Linked DNA regions of Gossypium hirsutum: region 2 is linked to region 1. A link is a contact called in public Hi-C data. All regions are on one chromosome and are shown on one strand. Each heading gives the region's core, a stretch centred on a gene start, on an enhancer-like site or on the middle of the called end of the contact. The rest is flanking DNA. Distances are from core to core; before and after follow the strand shown. Region 1 holds the start of LOC107914960. Region 2 holds the start of LOC107914946 (membrane protein PM19L).

What was found. A called contact is a pair of places that touch in the nucleus more often than the background predicts.
Region 2: a Hi-C map of leaf shows a contact between it and region 1, with 3 times the contacts expected there. The contact joins the promoter of LOC107914946 here to the promoter of LOC107914960 in region 1. A contact is called at or near these places in 11 of 34 Hi-C or Micro-C datasets (callus, hypocotyl, leaf and 2 more).

The regions. Positions count from the first base shown.
Region 1 is chrD10:46,010,428-46,017,060 of Gossypium_hirsutum_v2.1, forward strand. LOC107914960 reads right to left here and starts at 4,487. Exons shown (of 6, transcript XM_016844034.2): 1 at 4,234-4,487; 2 at 3,722-3,894; 3 at 3,427-3,508; 4 at 3,109-3,324; 5 at 2,767-2,939; 6 at 2,199-2,477. The coding sequence starts at 4,413. The coding sequence ends at 2,354. LOC107914959 reads right to left here and starts at 5,031. Exons shown (of 1, transcript XM_041102393.1): 1 at 4,465-5,031. The coding sequence starts at 5,031. The coding sequence ends at 4,465. It overlaps LOC107914961 (nuclear transport factor 2), which reads left to right. Exons shown (of 10, transcript XM_016844035.2): 6 at 11-200; 7 at 416-537; 8 at 615-680; 9 at 1,007-1,088; 10 at 1,492-1,649. The coding sequence ends at 1,649.
Region 2 is chrD10:46,188,747-46,195,860 of Gossypium_hirsutum_v2.1, forward strand. LOC107914946 (membrane protein PM19L) reads left to right here and starts at 2,385. Exons shown (of 3, transcript XM_016844016.2): 1 at 2,385-2,602; 2 at 2,679-2,856; 3 at 2,950-3,227. The coding sequence starts at 2,476. The coding sequence ends at 3,169. LOC107914945 (haloacid dehalogenase-like hydrolase domain-containing protein At2g33255) reads right to left here. Exons shown (of 6, transcript XM_016844015.2): 1 at 6,185-7,114; 2 at 5,194-5,230; 3 at 4,688-4,748; 4 at 4,457-4,591; 5 at 4,191-4,362; 6 at 3,722-4,040. The coding sequence starts at 6,605. The coding sequence ends at 4,198. LOC121222232 (a long non-coding RNA gene) reads right to left here and starts at 52. Exons shown (of 2, transcript XR_005919412.1): 1 at 1-52.

The sequences.
Region 1 (6,633 bases), core at 3,237-5,736:
ATTGTTGAAGTTACGGGTTGCTAAAGGACAATCAGCACCATCAGTTACTCCTCAAGTTTCTGTTAGCAAGAACCCGCTCCCTGCTTCTGACTGGGACCATGCTCCCCAGCACACTGCTCAGCAACCTGTTCTCTCCTCAAATGTTGTCGAGATGTCTGGGGCTGATATGGTTGATGAAATTTCACCCATAGAGTATGAAGGTAAAGCTTCAACTATTCCTTTTATGCTTAGCTATTTTGAAAAATGGGATTATGAGACGTGAGACATAAGAATGTCAGTTCTGTTGAAATTCTACAAGTGTTTGTTGTTTCAATATCTCAAAACATTAATTTATCTTGAAACTTTCGAAAGGCACATGTTGGCTTTAGTTTCGAAGCTAAGCATGCATAATTATTTTGGTGCTCATGTATTTTAGGTGAAATAAAATCTGTTTATGTAAGGAACTTGCCCCCTACTGTTTTTGGGTCTGAAATTGAGGAGGAATTCAAGAAATTTGGTGAGATTAGTCCTGATGGAGTGGTGATTCGTAGTCGCAAGGTTCACTTTGTAGCTTCTTTTGTAGTCCTATTATGATATCTTGCTTTTTGATGCTAAAATATTTCATTTGAGTGCAGGATGTTGGTGTTTGTTACGCATTTGTGGAATTCGAAGATATGTCAAGTGTCCGTAATGCGGCCATGGTCTGAATTTACTTCATTCATCTACCAATAAACATTTCTCTTGTTTTACTAGTTATCTTATGCATTTTTGGGAAAAAGACCCAAAAACCAGCTTCAATTTAAGATTCGAAATCCAAATCGATTTGAGCATTCTATGCACCTTGAGTGGAAATTCAACAATTATTTTATCTGTGATTATGTCTTCCATTCTTTCGTCCTATCCACCTAGCACATTTTATTAATATTTTGACCTTCCTATTCGATCTAGTTTTTAATTTATTTCCTATAGGACTTTCATCTCGATAGATATTGTATACTAATTTAGTGAAATCATATTCCACATATAGGCTGGAACTGCACAGGTTGCTGGACGACAAGTGTACATTGATGAGCGGAGACCAAACAGTTATATCCCATCTCGAGGAGGAAGTACAGATTTCTTTACCTTTCTTTTCTACTGGAATACTTTCAATCTGTAGCAAAACATTGTCTACGTGAGCATCATTACAACTGTCTTAACTGGTAGGAATGATCTCACCCGATGAGGCATATGGTTATAAGCCTGCATATGCTTATCATTATCCATGATAAAATGGCCCTTCATGTGCTTATGCTGATTTATCAATGGCATCTTTACATTGTACCTGGTTTAAAGCAGGACATGTGTCTCCCCATATTCAAATGATGGCACTTTTGTCATCCTTGCTTTGTGGGCATTAAGGGCTCATATTTCTTTAATAACTAGTATATCCTGAAGCTATATTTGTAAATTAGATACGCTTGTTTCCTTTTGTTTTCCATTCTTATCCAATGGTTAAAATGTTCTAGACAGGGATGGGTAGAGGCCGAGGCAGCTATCCAACAGAAGCTCCAAGGGGGCGTTTTGGCACTCGAAGTTATGGCAGGGGAGGTGCCTACAATGGAAGTGAACGAGACCACAGTAGATCGAGAGGAAACGGTTTTTACCGCCAAACATCTTGACAAGATTGAGGCTTATCTGGCCAGCAAGTATATAAAATTGGACAAAGTTCATAGAGCCGGCATTTTTTATCTTCTATGAAGGGATCAAATTATTGGTTTCAACCACCACAATTCAACATGTTTATTTATGGTTAGATTCAACAACAATATATCAGGTGTTTTTATTTTTCATTAGCTAGTTTTACCATGCATAGGAATTACACTTTTTGGAAAGGGCTTCCATTATTATATGCTTAATTTGTTCTTTCAATATTTAATGGGCAATATGTTTGCAGTTTTAGGTTCATTGCATTTTCTTTTAGGCTTGCCTCAAAACTTTGGTTTAATTTCAATCTGCAGCAAACAAGCTCCATTTGTTCATCTATCATGTTCATGCTTTACCAAAAGTTTGATCCTTTTTTTTTCCGTCTCTTTTGGCTAAAATAATTGGCATCTTTTAAATGTGATCATATGAACCAATGGGCTAAGTTGTCCATTAAAGCTAACTGTTTATATGGAGTAGTTCCTTGTTGAAACCTGAATCTATATTTCTTCGATCAACAATGTGGAAGAGGAAAATAAAAAGTATCCTAAGGTTGCTATTACTATAATAATGAAAGTATGTTAGAAAAAAACATAAAGATATATGCTTTATTCTCTTTTGTCTGATAGATGACTCAAACATTGGAAACTGAACTAGTGATCTGGTACCTAAAGGTTTCAGAATGAATGACTTATGAGCTTATTGCAGACAAAGCTCTGTTCTGAAGAGAAACCTGAGTTTGATCTTGCCTTGTGTTATTGTCTTCATCTTCTTCTGTTTCCCAAAGGAAGCTAGCATATGCTGCAAGAATATTGCTGTAAAGGAGAAAACAGTAGGATAAGAATTTGCCAGGTTGAGCATTACAAAATGAACGATACATTAACAATGAAATGTTTTATTACCCAAAAAGGAGATTAAAACTGTCGCGTGTTTCAATTATGTTTTAGAAATACAGTAAAGGATAGGTGGATGGAATCATTTCTCTTAAAAGTACTATTTTTATTGATAACGAAAATCTGTTTAGAATCTCCAGGGCATTGCAGAACATTGGAAATAGAGTTGAGTTAGTAAAAGGTAGATTTTCAAGTAACTGAGTCAAAGTACCTATTTTCAGGATTAGCTTCAACTGCTAGCTCAAAATAATGTGAAGCTTTATCATGGTCACGGTGAGAATCCCAGATCAATTTAGCATACTGTGACATGGTTTCACCATTCCTAGGGTCACCTTGTATGGCTTGCAAATAGTATTCCTTGGCTCCTTCAACATCTCCTTTAGACTGTCAATCAAAATGGACAATTAACAAACAAAAGGGTGTAAATGGTAGTCAAAATAAGAATCATCCACTTGTGGTGATAATACTAATCTCTGTTGCATTATGTTCTATGCACTCAAGCAAATGACGCTAAATGATACAGAAATTGAGAGTGGGATATAGAAATTAACACCTGATGTAAGAAACGAGCATAATTGCTTAAAACCGAAGGGTTGCCAGGATTTTCCTGAACCATCTTCGTATGATAATACTCAATATCAATGTCCTGGATATCGGTATGAACCCCCAAACCTGCTGGATTTGGAAGGTGCATGGATAGCCTAGCTAGCTTAGTTTCTTCTTCGGGTAGTAAGTTCTTGGCTACCTTCATAATTTCCTCCTCTTTAACCTGAGAAAAGGTAATATCCATTACAGCATTACCAACAGTATGTCACATTTTAGTCTCTGAAAGAAAATAAAAATGGCTGCTCTATAATTCAAGAAACGCTACCCCCTGGTATTCTTGTTCTCCATATTCTTCTGCATCATCCCCTATTTCCCAAAGGAAACTAGCATATGCTCCAAGGACATTGCTGGAAAACGAAAAAGAAATGAACAAATTAAACTTTAGCTTCTGGATCTGGTCTGTTCAACAAATTCCAGTGGCTAAGTTTGTGTTACCCTAGCCTTTTTCAACAGCGAAATCAAGTTAGTAAACAGATATAGAAGAAAGATAGTAACTAGTTTGAGTTAGACCTTAGGTAACTTATTTTGAAGTGCCTGGCCAAGCATAGATAAGTACTGACCTATCTTGAGGAGAAGCTTGAACGGCACGCTCAAAGTAACTAAGGGCTCTATCTTTTTCATGGTGAAGATCCCATAATATTTTGGCATACTGCAAGAGAATCTCACAGTCTTCAGGATCTGCTAATGTTGCACGATGGTAATAGTCCTCTGCTCCTTGAAGATCTCCCTTAGACTGCTGGAAAAGATTCAATCGTGTTCCATAAAACTGTGTTGTATAAGCTATCTATGCTTTCTGAAGCAGGCTTCATGGTTATATAATCATCTACTATAAAATCTACTTTTGAGATTGATCTAAAATACACCTAAAAATGCTAAAACTTGACCATTTTTTGGTATCTTGATGATTAAAACTTGTTTAGCCACTTATTATTTGAGAAATATCAGCCACATGATTCATATATGAGCTATATTAAATTCACATCACATACATCAAACACGTTAGTTTAATCTACAGAAAAAATCTTGAATGGCCTAATTAGAACAGGAAAAAATAGAGTTGAAATAGTCTCACCTGTAAAAATTTAGCATAATTCCTTAGGAACAGAGGATGACAAGGGTACTCATCAACCAGCCTCTTATGAAACTCTTCTTGATCATCAACCTCATCAAGATCCATGTAACTTAAATCAACACCATCAGCCATGGCACCAAAGCCAGCACAATCAATTCCAAGACCAGTAGCAAGATACATGGGAGGACTAGGTGGCTCAAGTTCAACTTCTTCTTCATCATTATAAGAAACTCAAATTCGGTTCAATCTTTTTTTTTCCTCATCTCCTTCTTCCTGAATTAACTCCATACACTTCTTCCGGAAGCTGAAATCTGGATTCCCTACAGCATCAATGTTCTCACCAATTGTAACTGTTCTCTCCAATGACTCCTCCCCTAGTTTTCCATCTTCAACCCCTTCATTGAATATCGAAAAAGATGGTGCACTATGCAACATTGTTATATGATGCCTATGAAAAGATCTCTTTGGTGTTCTGGGATCTAGAAAGTGAGATATATCACAAGATCTATAATCTAATCTTTCTATGCTACCTTCAGACTTGGCTCTTCGAAAGCCTTTAAGGCGAAAACCACCCGATTCTGGATTGAATTCAAACAACCCTGAAGCTGAATGAGACTCAGAAGATGAATTATGTGAAAAAGATGTCAAGTTGAGGCTTTCTTGACAATGGGAGTCGAGTTTTCCACCATGGTTTCCCTGAAGTAACCTGTAAGTAGCATCAAGATCTTTATTTGGACTATCGGTAAAAGGGAAGATAAGGGATCCAAAAACTGGGGTTGATGAGCTTCTTTGAAGCATTTATTCAGGAACCTTAAGTACTAATCTGTATTTGCCTAAATGAGATTATAGAAGTCTGTGCCAGTGAGCTGGTGAACAGAAAAAAAAATATTAAAATAAACTCAAATTGATTTCCAACATTAATGACAAAGTAAAAGAAACTCTCCCATATGTTTGTGCCTGCAATCTCAAGTATCCTTCAACTTTTCTTCATTTTTCGTCACTTCTTGCTCAAAACTCTCTTACCTTTATCATTTCAAAAAATACCCCAAGGGGGGAAAACAAAAAAGCAGAACATATTTTTATCAGTTAAACTAGAATTGGTAGAGATTGAAGAAGAAAATTAACTTGGATTGATAACAAAGTCAAGTATAAACAAAGATGCACGTGATTCCTTTTTTGAGTAAAGGACTTAAAAGCATTCTCACATGAAGTTCACCTAATAATTTATTGTTTTTGACTTGCTTTGTTTTTAATGATTCTGAAACTGGAAAAAAGCAACTAAACCAACTGCCAATCTTATCTGATCAATTCTTAGTGAACTTGTAGTCTAGAGAATGGAAGCTAAACCAAGTCAAGAAATTAAAAAAGAAAAAAACTCCATTGAATGACTATGTATATAAAAAATTCAACATTCCTAATTTACTATATTTCTTACACTAAAAAGACAAATGCTAGAAAGGGGAAAAGAAAAGAAAGATAAGATGAGAGTAATGGGAAAGAGATGATAACCCCAAAGGCAATACGGTTGAAATTGGCGTTATTTTTAGTAGGGTAAGGTGAGCCACCCGAATTTCGGCTCTGATTTTAGAGGCTGGATTTACCACAGAAAACTGTGACACTAATTTCTTGGGACTATAAATTTATAACTATCTATTTTATATAAAAATACATATGGAAAGCTTGCTGGAGCCAGCCAGGTGGTCAATTAGATGACAGGTGGGGGTATATTCAAAACCTTGGAGAATTATTTTTTTATTATTGTTATTTATTTTAATAAGGTGAGTGGTAATCGAAACCTAAATTTAAAGCAAATCGTTTAGTTTATTATTGTTATTATTATGAAGAAAATCACTTAACTCAAGGGAGGATATTTTCTCTCGATGCTCGTTTAGCATTCATGTTCGTATGAGGTTTCAAGCATCTCTATTGGTGACTTTGAGCACAGATTATAACGGACCAAGACTCAAGGCATCTTGATTCAAAGCTTAGTCAAATCAGACACCAAGTTTACACTCGCTTGACACATCTCATGTTTCGGAAGCCAATGACACTACTCGATTATTGGCCAATTGTCAATTTAGGGTCACTTCTAGCTTGTTGCATTGCTCATAAGGGCCATTCCAAGGACCAAGCTCGTTCGCCCCACTCAAGGCTTGCCCTAGTGCATCATTCCAGCTTTGAGGCACTAGGCCTAATTCTTATATTCTCGTTCCCAATATTATACTATAGTAGTTGGTCCACCTACAAGTTATCTCGATGTTTTGTTGCATTTCGATGCTCCTCCTACAAAACATCGTCTCATGGTCCCAAAGGCGGTGTAACGCCCTCCACCTGACCCGAATCGATTGGATCCGAGTATTGGGTGTTACGCCTAAGGATAGATGTATTTAGACTCTTTCT
Region 2 (7,114 bases), core at 1,135-3,634, 180 kb after region 1:
CAGCCTTTGGGCGCATAAAAAAGAGGGTTGAGAGAAAGGAGGAACCCTTTGAATTTTATTTCTTTTAAAATAGTGGAGAAATGAGTAAAAGGAAAACAATTTTATTTTTATAAGGATATAAAACGGCGCCGTTTTGGGCTCAAACCACAGATGCCCAAATGACGCCATTTAGGGCCTATCCGCATGTGACCCAACCCACTCCAAGGGGGATCCGCGTGTTTTTGTTCAATGGGTTATTTACACCCCTAGCCCTTCCGCATTTCTATTTTTTTTAATTTAGTCCCTTTGGTTTTTTTCTTATTTTCTATTTTAATTTGACCACAGAATTTTGTTTGTTTTTCAATCGGGTCCCGGGCCCACTGACGCGCTGGAAAATGGACATGTGTCCAGGGGTTGTTTTTTTTACCCATTTGGCCCTCTGCCCTTTCGTGCCCTTTCATTTTGGTCCTTCTTTATTTATTTTATTATAGTTTTTACCTTTAATTTCATTTTTGTCCTGATTTAGTCCCAAATCTGTTTGATTTCAATTTATTTTCACAAATTTGTTATTTATTTATTTATTTTAAACCTTTTTCTCATATATTATTTATTTTAAATTATTTTTTTATTATTTATTTTAAGTTTTCCACATATAATGTATTTTAAACTATTTCAAACTATTATCCATTTTAAATTTTTTATATATTATTTATTTTTAAACTGTCATATATATTATTTATTTTGAATTGTTTTTTATATATATCATTTATTTTTTAAAAAACTTTTTAGTACATTATTTATTTTAAACTTCTTTTTACATATTATTTATTTTAAACTTTTTATATATTATTTTAAATTGTCTTATATGTTATTTATTTTAAATTGCTTTGTCTATTATTTATTTTAATTTGTTTTACATATTAGTTACTTTAAATTGTTTTATACTATTTACTTCAAATTGTTCTATATATTTTTTGTTTCGTTTTCTTTAATTGTTAATATTGTTATTAAAGTGACATGTGGTGTGATTATTGTCATTATGTGTATTATAATTCGTTTATTCGTATTTTCATGTTATTGTGATTCATTAGTGTACATTTTATTCGTAAATTATTACTCCATGTTGTATATTATTACTCCATCACATATCATTAAAACCACTTCAAAGGTCGCGTTTAATTTTTTTTTCTTTATCCATAATGGGCTATTTTATTATATTTCAACTAAATAGCACACATCGTTTAGGTTTTGTAATCGCTATTATTCAAAAAAAGAAAATTTTAAAATAAGACTATGTTTCGTTTTTAAAAATTCGAGAAGTCGTACCCTAACTTACGGGGTTTCGATTTTCTCGTTCAATCTAAACAACTAAACATCCTTCTAAATTTAAAATACCTAAGTTTTGAATAAAAATTAAAGGCAAGTTTATTCTCAATGGTTCAAGTGTCGCATCCTAACTTACGAGATGTGACATATTGTTATCGCGGGACGAGTGGGCCATTGATGCTCGTTTCAACTTCATTCAAACGTTTTTTTTAAAATTAACGTTAATAAAAGGGAGGGATCGTATTTCAAATTCTTTCGAAGTTTTCAATTTTTGACATTTAAGACATTAATTAATCAATTAGGTACAAATTTTGGGCGTGACGAGGGTGCTAATCCTTCCTCGCACATAACCGACTCTCGAACCCGTTTTCTTGAATTCCGTAGACTAAAATCGTTATTTTGATGAATCGAAATATTTTATTAAAATAACCAAATTACGAGGTGACCCGATTACACCTCATAAAAAAAAGATTGGTGGCGACTTCCGTTTTCATTTTAAATATAAAGGTCGGCCCATACAAAAAAATGATTTCGACAATAAAAATATCAATGTCAATCGAGTTAAGGCTCAGTCAATTGTAATCCTTATATTTAAATTGTTAAGTATAGTTGTTTGAATTGTTATTTAATTATTTTATTAAATTTTTTACTGATTTGAATATGCAACGAAAATTTTTCAAATTCAAATATTTCATAAATAATAATATTTAATTTGAGTTGAAATAATAATATTAACGTAATTAAATATAGAGAGTTAAATTTTTAAACAAATTTAGGAATTCTAGAAAATGCACCCATTGGGTTAATAGAACAATAAGAAATTTGAAACCGAGGAAATTAAACGCTGGGTAATAAACTAATAATACATTCTCAGAAACACTGGATATGAACACCGTCAGCAGAATTTCTAAAGCTTCCAGATTCCAGAAGACAAGGATCACTGTAAGACGTAAACACCATTTTCGACAGGTGTCCTTCCACCTGTATCCACTCCCCTGCGTTTGCATGCATTGCCTCACTGCTTTACACGTAGATCCCATCCACCTTATAACTTCCCCTAGATTAACCATCCATAGCCATAGTCTCTTGTCATTGCTCAAAATCTTTAGGCTCAAGTCAGCAAATTTGCTTGGGTTGTCTGCTTCTTCAACTGTTCTATCTGACTTAACTATGGCTACAGTTGGAAGGAATATAGCAGCTCCATTGCTGTTTCTCAACTTGATCATGTATTTCATTGTGCTCGGATTCGCTAGCTGGTGTTTTAATAGGTTTATCGATGGCCAAACTGCTCACCCAAGTAAGTGATAACCCTATTGTTACGTTTAAAAGAAAACATTGTGTTGCTTGGTTTTAACCCGAGGGAAGTGTTTCAGGTATGGGTGGAAATGGAGCCACCGGTTTCTTCTTGACAATCTCAATCTTGGCTGCTGTAGCCGGCATAGTTTCAAAGTTAGCAGGAGGGGGTCATATTAGGTCTTGGAGAAGTGATAGTTTGGCTGAAGCTGGTTCATCTTCGTTAATAGCTTGGGCCTTGACTGCATTAGCCTTTGGGTGAACTTCGCATTTTACCCATTTTATGTATTTATCGAACTCGACCAATTACTCCATTTTTCATTTTTGAAAACAACTGTTTTCCCTTGACAGGTTTGCTTGCAAGCATATAAATATAGGAGGGTGGAGAGGGTGGAGATTGAGAGTAATTGAAGCTCTCATAATAATTCTCACATTAACCGAACTCTTGTACGTTTGTTTGATCCATGCTGGTCTATTTGGCAGTAGGTATGGACCAGGGTATCTAGACACCGAATATGAGGGCCAGCCGGTGCCTAAGGGCGGCCCTGCTGTAACAGGGTCTAGGGTTTGAAGTACCATAGTGTTGAACTGGAACTTGCCTTTTTTAAAATGTAGTTTTGCTTTGTGAACTCTTTGAAGTTCCTTCTATATTTGTTGCTATTCGCTGCTTTGTATCTGTTGTGTGTATTGCTTAATGATTCAGGTTAGAAAGTAGATGAGAGAGTGTAGAACTCCTGTAATATGAGACTTGGCAGCATTTTCTGTAGGGGTGTGAAAAAAGATATTCTAAAACCCGACCGAAGTGAATCAGACCGAATAAATTGCACAACCCATTTTCATACACTTAAATATTTATTATTAAAACTTAATCTTATTAAAAGTCTAAATCCACAATATTCATCAATATTTTAATAATTAATATATATAAAACATCTAAATAAACATATACTCGTCAAGAGCAGTAAAAAATATGATCATATATGGCGACCATGGAAAATATATCTTGGTAGGTACCTTTTTGAGTTCATTAAACATTACTTGATTTAAATTTTTTAATAATTTTTTATAAAGAATTTAATATAAAACAAAATTAAAAGTAAACCAAATTTAAGAAAAATACAAATTAAAGAAAATAAAACTATAAATACCTAAATTAAGTCTATTCGGTTTATTCAGCTTTCACACTCCTAATTTTCTGGTTGGGGATCAGCATTTGAGGGTAATGGGTATTTCACAAAGATATTCCTTCTTTAACATAATTGAATTCACCAATGAAAAAAAGATTAACAAAGAGGGACTTTCTGCCTAATATTTCTTTACAGTAGAACATCTACATGAACAACAAAGGTACCAAGAATAAAATACATACCAGCATGCTCCTTGTTCAACAACACACAAAACCCCTTGGTTATCCAGCTACAAAAGATCTCTCTTTTTGCTCCCTACAGATAAACAAAGCAGCATCTTATACCAAAGTTCAGTTCCTTAATTACCACTACTGTTTTCCACTTTTCAAGTGTTCCTCAACTGTTAAAATCTTTCTTTCTTAAGGTAAAAAAGGCTATCAGATAAATCTAGTGTAGGACCTTTACCGGGAAATCAGGGTGTTAAGTCAAAGTTAGATTTCAGAAGAGAATGAACTTCAATCAGGGAAGACACTTTGAAATCTGGTGTTAGATCCAAGTTGGCGAAGTCTTGAGAGCCATATCTCCCCTTTTCATCAAGCAAACATGTTAATGCTCCTGCATTTTTCCCACAAGCCACCTGCAAATACATGTCGTATGAAGATGATAAATGAGATGGATAATCAGTTTTTTCTTCATTATTTAGTATCCTTGCTTTTGAAGAGGACACTCACATCATCTTTAAGACTATCACCAACCATCATGACTTCATTTGGTTGAACGTCCCAAGTCGAACATATATGAAGCAGAGGAGCAGGGCTCGGTTTATAAGGACGAAACTCTCGGCTTAGAGCCGGAGAAAACATCATCTGAAAACTATGAATGTTAGATTAACATTCATTTGTCTCCCAATCTAACCAAAAAAAAGCTCAGAATGGTTCAGTTTCATGCTTCAGATAACTTACTCCGAATCGTTGATGAAACAGATCAACTGCATCTTTGACATTGCGAGTGATTAGTCCCCTTCTGAAAAAAATGGAAGCAACTAAGGTTAGCATCTAAAAACACCACCATGAAAAAAAGAAAGGTTGACAGATTAAAATCCTAAGTACTACAGAAAAATTAAACACAGCAAACCAAAATGCTATTTATAGCTATAGTGGTTGGTCCAACCTATTGTGTTTCAACTCTTCAATTTTCTTTAAGTACTTGTGCTTGGACATGGATATGGAGATACGATTATCTCTAAGAATCCTCCAAACACAAAGAGGATCTTAAAAAAAAAGAATATACCCATGTTGGATACATACTTGTATCGGGCACTCGTACCTAAGTCCAAATAATAGGGAGCCCAACAGTCAAGCCACATGGAGCATACATGGAAGCTCAGTGATCTGGTGCGAGGCAATAACTATAATACCAATAGGTATCTCAATATGAAAAATAGATAATTGTAGGAGCAAAAATTGACCGTATTTTCTTTGCATCAAGAAACCCACAGAGTTGAGCTGCACCTACAACATTATCAACCAAATATCACAAGCTTAAATTGGTTAGCATGTAAAATGGAAAATAAATGAAGCTCTTCAGCTGAAAGATAGAGAACTGCGGTTGCTAAATCTCAACTTAAAAGGAGAGAGCCCCAGCAAGCACAAAGGCAAAATCCAAGACAAACATCAAATGAAAATAAATCAATGGAAACCTCATATGAAAATACTCCCAAATGTTTGCTACCTTGTAACTATTGGGAAACTATGAAAGATATCTACATTTGCCCAAAAACAAAGCATATGAAGTTGCTAGCTAATGATATTCTTAAACCCAAGTTTTTCACAGTTATTTTAATTGTTGTGTTCACAAATACATTGAGTGATGAAAAGAAAAGCAAGTTTTTCAGATTTCATCAATAAAATTCAGAGTACAATTCTCTCCATTGACATTCTTTCAATCTTCTTTAATCTTCTTGAAGGATACATGAATTTCAACACTCTGCAACTGAACAATCCATCAGCTAATTTTACCTTAAACCCCACAAACATAAGTACATTTTCCAAATAATAATGGACAGATTTTCATGTTCTATAATTGATACCAACTAATTCAATGAAACACAAAACAAGAAACCACACTGCATATCCATATTACATGGACTCAGATTGATTGTCAAACAAGGATGAGTTCAAAATAAAAATGGGTATTCTTGTTTACTTTTTAAATGCTTCCATATGTTCAAAAAAAATATTATATATTAACAAAATTGTGTATATTTGTGTGTATTCGAGTATGTACGAAAGAAGCAGATTTCCTCTTCAAAAGGGTATCCTTGCATTTTAATCCTATTCAAGTATATAACTTGAAAATTGAACTTGAAAGTGACAGAACCAAATCATCAAACAAAATCAAATAATAATTAACATGACCCTGACATTTCCCTTTCACTTTAATAGCCACCAAAAACTAACCAGGCATGATTTGGAGGCGATCAAGGCCCTGTTTTTCGAAATCAGCAATAATCTTGTAAGCTTCTTGCTGCTTTTCGGGACTCCAACTCTCAATGTGGTGCAAGATATCAATCCCAGAGGGGTTTTCAGCTTTGATTCGCTTGTACTCGACGTCTCCGAGGACAGCCTTGTACATTGCGGCGAAGTCGATGACAGGGACGGTGAGGGTGCCATCCATATCGAAAACGACGCCGCGGAGGCGGGATTTGGCTGCTGCGACAGTGGACATGGGAAAAAGAAGGGATTTGGGGGGCAAGCGGAGGAAGGATTTGGAGAGAAATGAAGGCATTCGAGATTGAGAGAAGGATGGATTTTGGAGGCTATTTATGGGATTGAGGCTTTGGGGGTTTCTGGATTTTGGTGGGCGATTGATGTGAATCATCAGTCATCAATGTGTGGCGGTGAAATTATTAGCTCTAAATAAAAGCCACAAAAAAATAGAGGCGAAAATAGTGTGAAACGGCACAGCGTATAGGACAAAACGACTTGCAGAAAAGAACCAAAACCTTAAAACTACGCAAAGTGCTCTTCTGTTACCGTTTTTTCAGCAGCCGAAACTAGAGCTCTGCAAACATGTCTGGCCTCGCAAATAACAGCGACAAGAAGAATTTCTTCCATTTTCAAAGAGGAGAAACCACAAGAGAGAGTTTTAATTTCTATGTGTTCAGTTGTGTCATTGTTTATGCTACCTCGTTGATTATAATGAAGGCAAGTTTTCTTTCCCTTGGAGAGATTGATGAAGCTGATTACGGTTTAGAAAAGAAGAGAATCAAAGAAGCAACTTAGATTATGGTTTGCAGGCATGAACTGTTTGCTATGCGTTTAAAAAGACTAACTCAATTCAATACTGCATTGACATGTTTTTCATGTACTCCTTAGTCCTTATGCTTT